Regions from separate parts of the Rattus norvegicus genome. Here all the other regions are linked to region 2. The links are chromatin contacts, called in public HiChIP or PLAC-seq maps. All regions are on one chromosome and are shown on one strand. The core of a region is the stretch at or near the end of the contact, and the rest is flanking DNA. Distances in the headings are between cores, read along the strand shown. Region 1 holds the start of Ddx52 (DExD-box helicase 52). Region 2 holds the start of Heatr6 (HEAT repeat containing 6). Region 3 holds the start of Synrg (synergin, gamma).

Evidence for each region. HiChIP or PLAC-seq counts read pairs in DNA pulled down with a chosen protein or histone mark.
Region 1: a contact with region 2 is called in an H3K27ac HiChIP or PLAC-seq map of oligodendrocytes, with 7 times the contacts expected there. The contact joins the promoter of Ddx52 here to the promoter of Heatr6 in region 2. A contact is called at or near these places in 1 of 12 Hi-C or Micro-C datasets (hepatocytes) and 1 of 1 datasets of contacts at active chromatin or transcription factors (oligodendrocytes).
Region 3: an H3K27ac HiChIP or PLAC-seq map of oligodendrocytes shows a contact between it and region 2, with 3 times the contacts expected there. The contact joins the promoter of Synrg here to the promoter of Heatr6 in region 2. A contact is called at or near these places in 1 of 12 Hi-C or Micro-C datasets (hepatocytes) and 1 of 1 datasets of contacts at active chromatin or transcription factors (oligodendrocytes).

Annotation. Positions count from the first base shown.
Region 1 is chr10:69,320,748-69,323,668 of GRCr8, reverse strand. It overlaps Ddx52 (DExD-box helicase 52), which reads right to left and starts at 1,543. Exons shown (of 15, transcript NM_053525.1): 1 at 1,451-1,543; 2 at 272-470. The coding sequence starts at 1,537.
Region 2 is chr10:69,131,284-69,134,238 of GRCr8, reverse strand. It overlaps Heatr6 (HEAT repeat containing 6), which reads right to left and starts at 1,691. Exons shown (of 20, transcript NM_001079897.2): 1 at 1,453-1,691. The coding sequence starts at 1,671.
Region 3 is chr10:69,345,617-69,348,450 of GRCr8, reverse strand. It overlaps Synrg (synergin, gamma), which reads right to left and starts at 1,338. Exons shown (of 23, transcript NM_053419.2): 1 at 1,224-1,338. The coding sequence starts at 1,294. It overlaps LOC134480841 (a long non-coding RNA gene), which reads left to right. Exons shown (of 2, transcript XR_010055717.1): 2 at 1-15.

The DNA.
Region 1 (2,921 bases), core at 294-2,793, 190 kb before region 2:
GAGATTGGGAATCCTTGTTGTCAAATAAAAAACCCAGTACAGGCAAAGGTGTGGGAAGTCAGTCTGCGGTATCTACTCTAAGGAAGTGGTGCCTATCTTTTCACAGAGCACTCCCACTTTGGATTATTATTCTCCAAAGGCAATGCATAACTAGCATTACAGCAGCAATCAACAGCCAGTACCTGGGTATAATCCAAGGAATGGGTATGTGTTGTATCAGCTCATACTGTTTTGTAACTGGAAAAAAAATGAGCAGAAAGCCAACACTAACCTGCAGTCATCTTCTTTCTCTTTTTCTTCTTCGGCTCCTTACTCCTTTCCAGCAGGCCCCCTTCTGTTGTCTCCTCATTTTGGAGCTCCTGCTGTGTTTGTAATCCTCCACACTCATCTGAGACAGATTTCTTGTTTCCGAAGAAGTCTAGTCCCTTCACGGTCTCTGAAGAATCAGAACCGAATTTTCTTTTTCCTACCTAAAACCCCAAAAGTTTTAAATGAAATTTACTGCCAGAACTGTTTCCATTCACCCATGACTAGCAATATGGAGGTCTCAAGTTCAGTAATTCACCCTTTTCACCCTTTTAAACAAGAATCTGTTGAGCCAAGTAGTGTGTTCAGGCAAATGGAATCGAAACAAACAAAAACCCTCTCTGGCCTCCTACCAGTAACAACGACAGCAATGAATACTTATACATTTACTAGGATGTTTATTAGGTTTAAATTACTTCATTCTCACACCAACCCTACAAGGTAAATAGCAGTGAGACAGAAGAAAAAAAAATCCAGATATCAGGAAGTAACATATCGAAGATCTTAGAAATATTCACTAGCAGACACAGCATTTGGTTCCAGAAAACCCTGCTCCAGTGTTCAAATGTAACCACAACACCTCAGTCAGGACGAAGAAATACAGACATCACCTTCCATAAAGGCTGTTCTTTTACAGTAAGGTTATGTTTAAAATGTTTCACAAGTGAGCCCCAACTGACTTCCTTCATGCTCACTACATCTCTAAGAAATCCCCTTATTTCACCATCACTCTTCTCGTTGTTTTCTTAAAATGCCGTTGGTTGGAGTGATGGGGGAAAAAACTGTCCACTACAGTACAGTTTATCTGCATATTAAGTCAAACCTGGGTAGGCTACGGTGAAAAAGTGCTTTCTTAGTTTCTAAGGGGCCTCGGAAAGGATTCCAACTTTGTGAGTAAAGTAAGAAGCCGGGAAACAAAAGTATCTGTGCCAGGCTCAACTGAGTCTACCAGAGCTCAGCAAACAATCATTCAGAAGTCTGGGGTAAATCTTAGGTCAAGCTGAATCCCAAAGGAGGGAAATGCTCCAGGTGGTCGGAGCCGGGCTTCGGGGCATCCAGCGTGCCGGCTGCCCGGCTGGCACCGGTCTCATTCTCCAGATCCCGCCCCTTCTCGGTCACTCGGCTCCCTGCGTACAGAAAGTACCTGGAATCGAGTAGCGTCTGCTGAGAACCGCTTCACGTCGAACTTGGCGCCGGCTCCGAGCCGGCGAAACAGATCGTAGGAATCCATCTTTACCCAGAAGCCCCCACAGCCTCACAGCGCCTGCGTTTACGACTTTCTCTCTCTGCGACTCCTTCCGGACAGGCAGTGGGCGGAAGTAGCTCCAGGAGGCGGAGCCTGGCCATGACTGGCATGGAACGTTGGAGGGGTTATTCTAGACTTTTAGTGATAGTTTGATGAGCAACACGCCAAGATTCTGCACATTAGGTTACAGTTTAGCAAGGACAGAGATACTATTAACCAGTTACTGTAACTGAGGAAAACGGGAAGTGCTGTGAAACAAATTAAAAGGTGTGATGGACAGAGAAGGGGGTCGAAGCTACTTTAGTTAGATTGCTTAAGTTCAATCAAATGTTTGAACTGAGAAGGGGCCACTTTCCCAAGACGTAGAAACAGCATTCCAGATAAGAGGAAACCCATCTGAAGAATGGAAAGGGTCTGAAACTTTGTTAGAACAGAAACCAGGATCTGAGTTTCTCTCCAGTGCCACAGAAAGAAGGAAAGACAGGGTGTTTTGTGTGTGTGTGTGGGGGGGGGATGGGGGGGTGTCACGGGATGGAAAGAAGGAGGGAGGGACGAAGGAAGAAATGAAGAAAGAAAGTCAGAGTGGCTGTAGCTAACAGGGGCAAACAAACCAGATCTCAAAACTATAACAAGGGCATGATGAAATATTTAGATTTTTTTTTTTCCGGAGCTGAGGACCGAACCCGGGGCTTTGCGCTTGAGTATTTAGATTTTAATGTAAACGTGCTACAAAAACAAAATCTGTGGAAGGGGCAGCTATCTTAGTTTATCTCATTTGATTTTTAGATTCATTTTCATTGTGTTTGAATTACTCAACTTTTTTATTTTTGTATTAACCTTTCTTCTGAAATGTAAGTCCAGGAATATGAAGATCTATTTTTGCTTTACTATTGGATCCCTGGTTCTGTTTTCTTTCAACAAATGTTTGATGAATGAATGTGTGAAAGTATCATACATGTTTATTTGGAGTTATTTGGAAAAGGGACATAGAACAGATAAGAGTGGAAATGGAGACTAAAGAAGAAACGATGTTGCCTTTGGGTTGATATCTGTAGAAGTGTGGATTGATTTGGGATATAGTTTGGAGGTAGAGATTAATGTAGTCGATGGAGTTTGTGTGGGCTGAGGAAATAGTTCTAAAGAAAACTAAATACTATGGTTTGGACTGGGTTGATGGCATGCCATTTTCTGAACTAAGAATAAAGGAAGCACATCCTTTTGGTGAGAATGAGACCTAAACCAATGGAATTGTTATGTTTGTAGACATGAAGATCACTAGTTGATTAAGTGAAGACATCCAATTTGGTATTTGGACCCAAGAGTCTGAAGCTCAGGACAGAGACTGGAGAAACAAAACTGGGAGACATCA
Region 2 (2,955 bases), core at 442-2,941:
CATTAAATTAGAAAATCACACACACACACACACACATACAGAGAGAGAGAGAGAGAGAGAGAGAGAGAGAGAACACTATCTACAAATTACACCATCTACAGATGTTTAATGAATAAAAAGGGACCAAGCATCTATTATGTGTCAGGCAGTAGGCTAAGCCTTTTGACTCCAAGGTGAAACAAACATTTCCCTGAACCACAGAGGTTTTACAATCTCAAGAGGGAGGCAGGAAGATAACAAAGAAAATTTGAAGAACGAATAGAGCTTTGCCAGACAGACAAGTAATCAAAAAACAAGGGGACGGGATGTATTGTGGGAAGCCTTGGAGATGTGAAAAGTCCTCAGGTGCTTGAACCTGACCAAGGCAGCAAGTTCCAAGTGACTGAACCCAAGAGGAGAAACAAGAGAGAAGACTGAAAAGGCACACATGTTGTTGTGCAAACTATCAAAGTATATAAATGAAAAGTTCTCTTAATTTCACTTAGTTCCACTCTGCTACCTTATATGTGGTGAGCAGTTCTGGATTCCCCTCTCCCCCCTTATAGCCTTGAGCCCCATATTTGTCTCTTACTGTACGGATCATCCATTTGCTTCTGCTATTTGCCAATATCCATTGAAAATCTCTGATTCGTTTACACTTGTATGGATTGTTTTGGTTTTTTAACCCAAACAGTAGACTCTGGCAAAGACTAGTCTGCAAAGGGGCTCGAGTGGAGGAAGACTGGTGAGAGACCAGGGGAATAGTCCAGGAAAAAACTGTTTTGCCTAACCCGAAAACACAGCCAAAGAGAATAGAGAAGAGCAAGTGAACTGAGAGACATGTTTGAGACAGACTCTGAAGAATTTTAATTCAACAGGCTCCGGGATAAAGAAAAGAAGCAGTGTGCACGTCTTGTGTATATCTGGGGTGGGGTAGGGTAGAATGAACTGGGGATTAGAAGCGTGGGAGACAATGTATTTATCTTTGCGAGCTATCAAGTTTGAGATCCTCCTGGGTAGGACTGGCTCGAGGACTCTGGGAATTAGCGATCTGATGTGTATGAATGAGATCACTCTGACAGCAGAGGTAGAGGCAAATGGGAACTAGTGCAGAAACAAAGCAGAAAATACAGGTCTTATGGCAAATTTAGGCTCCAATCTAGCTCTGCCATTTGCCAAAACCGTGACGCTGGATCTTTGTGAGCTTCAGTGTGTTCATCAGCGAAATCGACTAAGACTATCCTCGTTCCGACATTCCTGGAATCGCTCACCAGAGATGGCAGCTGAGGGCTTTAGAGCAGAAGCCTTTGAAAGATGCTGGCTTACGAGCTTTCAGATGGAGGGCAGAGAATACGGCACGGACCGAGGGAGAGAGCCAGCCTGGAACTAAGTCATCCGGGACGCGGGTGAGACCCGGAGGAGCCGGTGGGAGGAACCAGCCGTTGTCCCGGCAGGGTGAAGCGCGCTGCCTACCTCCGGGGCCACGCCGCCGCCCTCACAGTAGTTCTCGGAGATGAGCTGGTCGAAGAGCAGGTGGATCTCCATGCGGGACACAGTGCTGTCATCCGGCTGCAGCGCGCGAAGCCTGGCAGACAAGCGGCGGAACCCATTGTTCTGCTCCAGGGACAGCTCCCGCGGGGCCTCTCGCGGCTGCTCACAAGGAAGAGAGGCGGCGACCTGCACCGCCGCCATTTTTCCTACGTGAATAGCTTGGGAAATACTTCCGGGGCACCGCTTGGGGCAGGGCCTCGCGTGCTCTAGTTCCGGAAAGCCTTTATTTGCGCTACAGGTTGCAGGCGGTGCTGTGATTCGGATAGGGAAAAAGTGGCAGAAATAAGGCCTGGAAATTTGCCACCCAACTGTCCTTACCCTCTCAGAAAGTTTGCTCCCAGGCAGGGCTGACATTGCGAGAGTTTCAGATTCTGGCTGGAGTTGGCGAGCACACTTGTAGATGACAGTGGCAGAAAAGTTAGCTATGTGACTTCCTTCTACTCTTGATGTTCTGATAGGACATCTTATCGGAGTCCTTGATTTCCCCCTATCCCCAGGCACAACATACCCCCATCCAGAGAGATAATCGGGTTGCTACAGCAATGGTTTTCCTTGCTTAAAACCTAGAGTATTGGGCTGGGGATTTAGCTCAGTGGTAGAGCGCTTACCTAGGAAGCGCAAGGCCCTGGGTTCGGTCCCCAGCTCCAAAAAAAAAAAAAAAAAAAAAAAAAAACGTTAAAAACCTAGAGTATTTGAAGCAATGCTTAAGATATGTTCAAATATTGCACTGAGCTAGAAGGATATAGAGCTTGGTTCTTACCACCATAAAGAGACGGTGTGAACTGTCTGGGCTTAATGACATATATGACCCACATAAGTATTCAAGACTGACTGGCCTTTGTATTATGTGTACTGATGTATTATGAATACTGACGCTAAGCTGTGAGTTTCCAGTCTCGGGGTAGGAGGTGGGTGTGTAGGGGCACCTACCATGTTACTCTGGTCAATTCAGGAAGTCTTCAGAGGTCTCCCTGGGAACTCTGTATATTTTTTCTCCTTCAGTTGGTGATGACCACAGAATAGGTATGTTCATTTTCTTGGTGGACACATATTGCCACCCACAAGGATATATGCCATCAGAACTTAACATATTGGCATTAGTAGCTTTTCCACGATTAGGATTAGGATTAGAGAAACAGTTTAAAGGAAGGAGGATTTATTATTATTATTATTGTTGTTGTTGTTGTTGTTGTTATTACAATTATTATTAAATTTTCTGGTGCACAATTTTAGGGGGTTTAAGGCTATGCTTGGCTGGATCTCCTGATTTGCTCTGGAGTAAAGCAGAATTATCACGACAACAGGAGTGTTTGGTTGGGGTTTCTCACCTAAAGAAACCAGGAAGCAGCAAGAAACAAGTCAGGCCCAGGATAAAATACCCCAGCAAGATATACCTACCTCCTCCAGCAAGTCCCCTCCTTCCTA
Region 3 (2,834 bases), core at 89-2,588, 210 kb before region 2:
ATACTATAAACGAAACTGAGACATGCACTTCATTTTTCTATACCCTGGGTTCTTCCCCCCCCCCTTTTTTTTTATAAAGAAAAAATTTGCACCTAAAACATAAAATTCTTTGAAATTTTCTAGGACTAGTCCCACTATTAATCATACATTTGATATAGATTAATGCCATTTAGGAATGCCATTTTAGAAACTGTCATCATGTGTTATATATTCTGCAGGCAAAAGTGATTTCTAATGACCACTAAGAGGAGGAAGTAAAACATTTTAAGTTTAAAGTCAAAGACTGTAGAGGAAGCAGAAAACCGGCCACACACAGTTACTTTATTCAAGTGGCTGCTTTTTTTCTTCCGTGAATGAGTGAGTGAGTGAGTGTGTGTGTATATCAATCACATATGCACCTGTAAGAGGTGGTAACTTTAAAATCTTTTACACATTTGGAGTGTTAAGTGACTCCAAAATTAAACTATACATGAAAAAACCTGAAACTTTGCTTTCCAAAGATAACTTAGGATATTTAAAAATGTAAAGCTAATTTTATCTCGGAATGTGTGTGCTGTATGTTAACTAATTAAATACAAACTGAGTCATGATAGAAATGGGTGTAGACTTTCTGGAATCAAACATTTCGTTAAATGAAAATGAACTTAAGTTACAATGCCCCTTTACCATTCTGGATATAGGAGGCTCAGGCTAAAAATGATCTGAAATGTAACAAAGAGCAAGCAGACTTTTATTTTTAAAAGACAATAAAGTCTGGAAGCTTTTGTTTTAACAAGAGCATAACTACTCTTGGTCAGTGAATTTTCTTTGTTTCAAAATGACAGACAAATTTTAAGAGTTTTTATCTAGACGAGCTCTATCTCAAGACAATGACTAATTCAAAGGTCTTCAGATTTTTCCCATTTGTAAGTGAAGAAAAGAAAAGGACTTGACAGGGCGCTCCATGAGAAGAAAGACAATACTCTACACTCCTAAAACGGTTCCTCCGGCTTTGTCACAGCCTTCGCTCCAACACCATCTCGAGCCCAGCAAGCCTGGAAGGGACTCGCGAGTGCTCGAGGCCCCGCGGCAGGTGCGGCGGAGCCTGCACCCGAGCGCGCTCCCCGCGAGTCCCCAGGACGCTCGCGCTTCGCAACCGTCGCCCCTGCGCCCGGCCCCACCTGCCCATCCCGACGACCCACCAGCCCACTCCGCCGGTCCCGCGCCCCGCCCCGCCGACCCACCTGCCTGCCCCGCCGGGCCCTGTGCCCGCCCCCGCCGCGCCGCTGGCTCCGGCTCCCGGCCGCAGCGCCATCTTGCTCGGGGCCGCCACCGCGCCAGCAGCTGTCAGCCGAAGACAGGCACTTCCGGGGCAGACACCACCCCACCAAGTCCCGGCCGACGACGGGGCGGGGCTGCGCGCCCACGTGACTCACAGCCCTCGGGCACGAGCGGCGCAGCCCCGCCGCATGCTGCAGGAGTCATATCACTGCGGCTGGTGTAGTTACTTTGCAAATGTGGATCTTCATTAGTGCACACAGTAGGTCCTGATTAACCGGATGATGGAACACAGGTGCTCTTCTGCTGTTCCTTTACACAACTGGCGGATCCTAGACGGCCTTTATAGCTTTTTCCCTCGGCACTCTTGACTCTCTTCAGCATCCATCACAGGCACTGACAGTATTTTTTTTACTTAAGCCAACCAAAAGCACACATGAACTCAATACACACGAAGAGGATATCCTTCAAGATGCACTACTTTTGTGTCGTGAGACGCAACAAGCATAATTATACTGAGCCCACACAGGGTATTTTTCCTTTGACACCTCCACCCCTAATCAAGCTACCTGGAAGTAAAATGTGTTGAAAGTAAAGTTTGTCAAGCTCTGATAATGGATTTATCACAACCAGTCCCTGCCACTTCTTGCTTTACAGCTTTCGCTAAGAGACAATTATAACAGGTTATTAGTTTACTAGACCAGTCAGTTTTATGTGCATTTAGATCTCTGGTGTCCCTATGAGTTAGTACTGCTATTTTTGAAATGAGAAAAATCAATCTTTAAAGAAGTTCTTGTCATATGCTCAGATCTTGCAGCTGCAGTGTGTCCAGGCCAGTGTTGTCCCCAGAGTCCTTGGTCCTTTAACTAGGACCATACCCATTATTTGTAGATTTTTTTCTTGTTGTTTGGTCTTGTTTACTATTTCACTCTTCCTCTTCCCTGGTCAAAGCTAACATTTATGTAGGAGAGTCCTTACTGATATAGGAGTTTAAATCCATTACTGACCCTTTGACAAAACAAGCTGATACAAGTTTTGTAGCTACTTCATGGATTGGGTAGTTGCTCAGGAAAGAATGAAGAGAAAACAATGAAGTAGGGATTGTTAAAGTGATCTGTTAGCATCTCTATCTGCACCCTTCCAAGGACAGTTCCCATCGGAGTTCCATTCCGGCTCAGATGCTTTGAGATCACGGTCTCACACCACACAAATGTTTCTCTACTTCATCACTGCCATTAATTTCGAGAGTGGTGCTGTTAGTGGTGCCGTTCTAAAAGAAAAATAAACTAAATGCTTGTTGAAGGAATATCTGTTGTGAGTTTACAAAGCTTCAGACACAAAGATAGGAGGTACTTTTAGTCTTAAAACACAGGAAAAAAGCTGAAGGTCTAAAATGAAAGCATGCAGTTGACAAAAGTTTCAAATGTATACCTACTTCAGGATACACACGGACTCAGTTGTCTGCAAGAATAGGTTTTGCTCTCTGGAGCAATTTATTTAAATGAAGCCTGATTAAAAAAAAATCTTTGTCCCATCTATTCAAGACAGTCTTATGTTTGTACTCTCAGAAGTAAAGG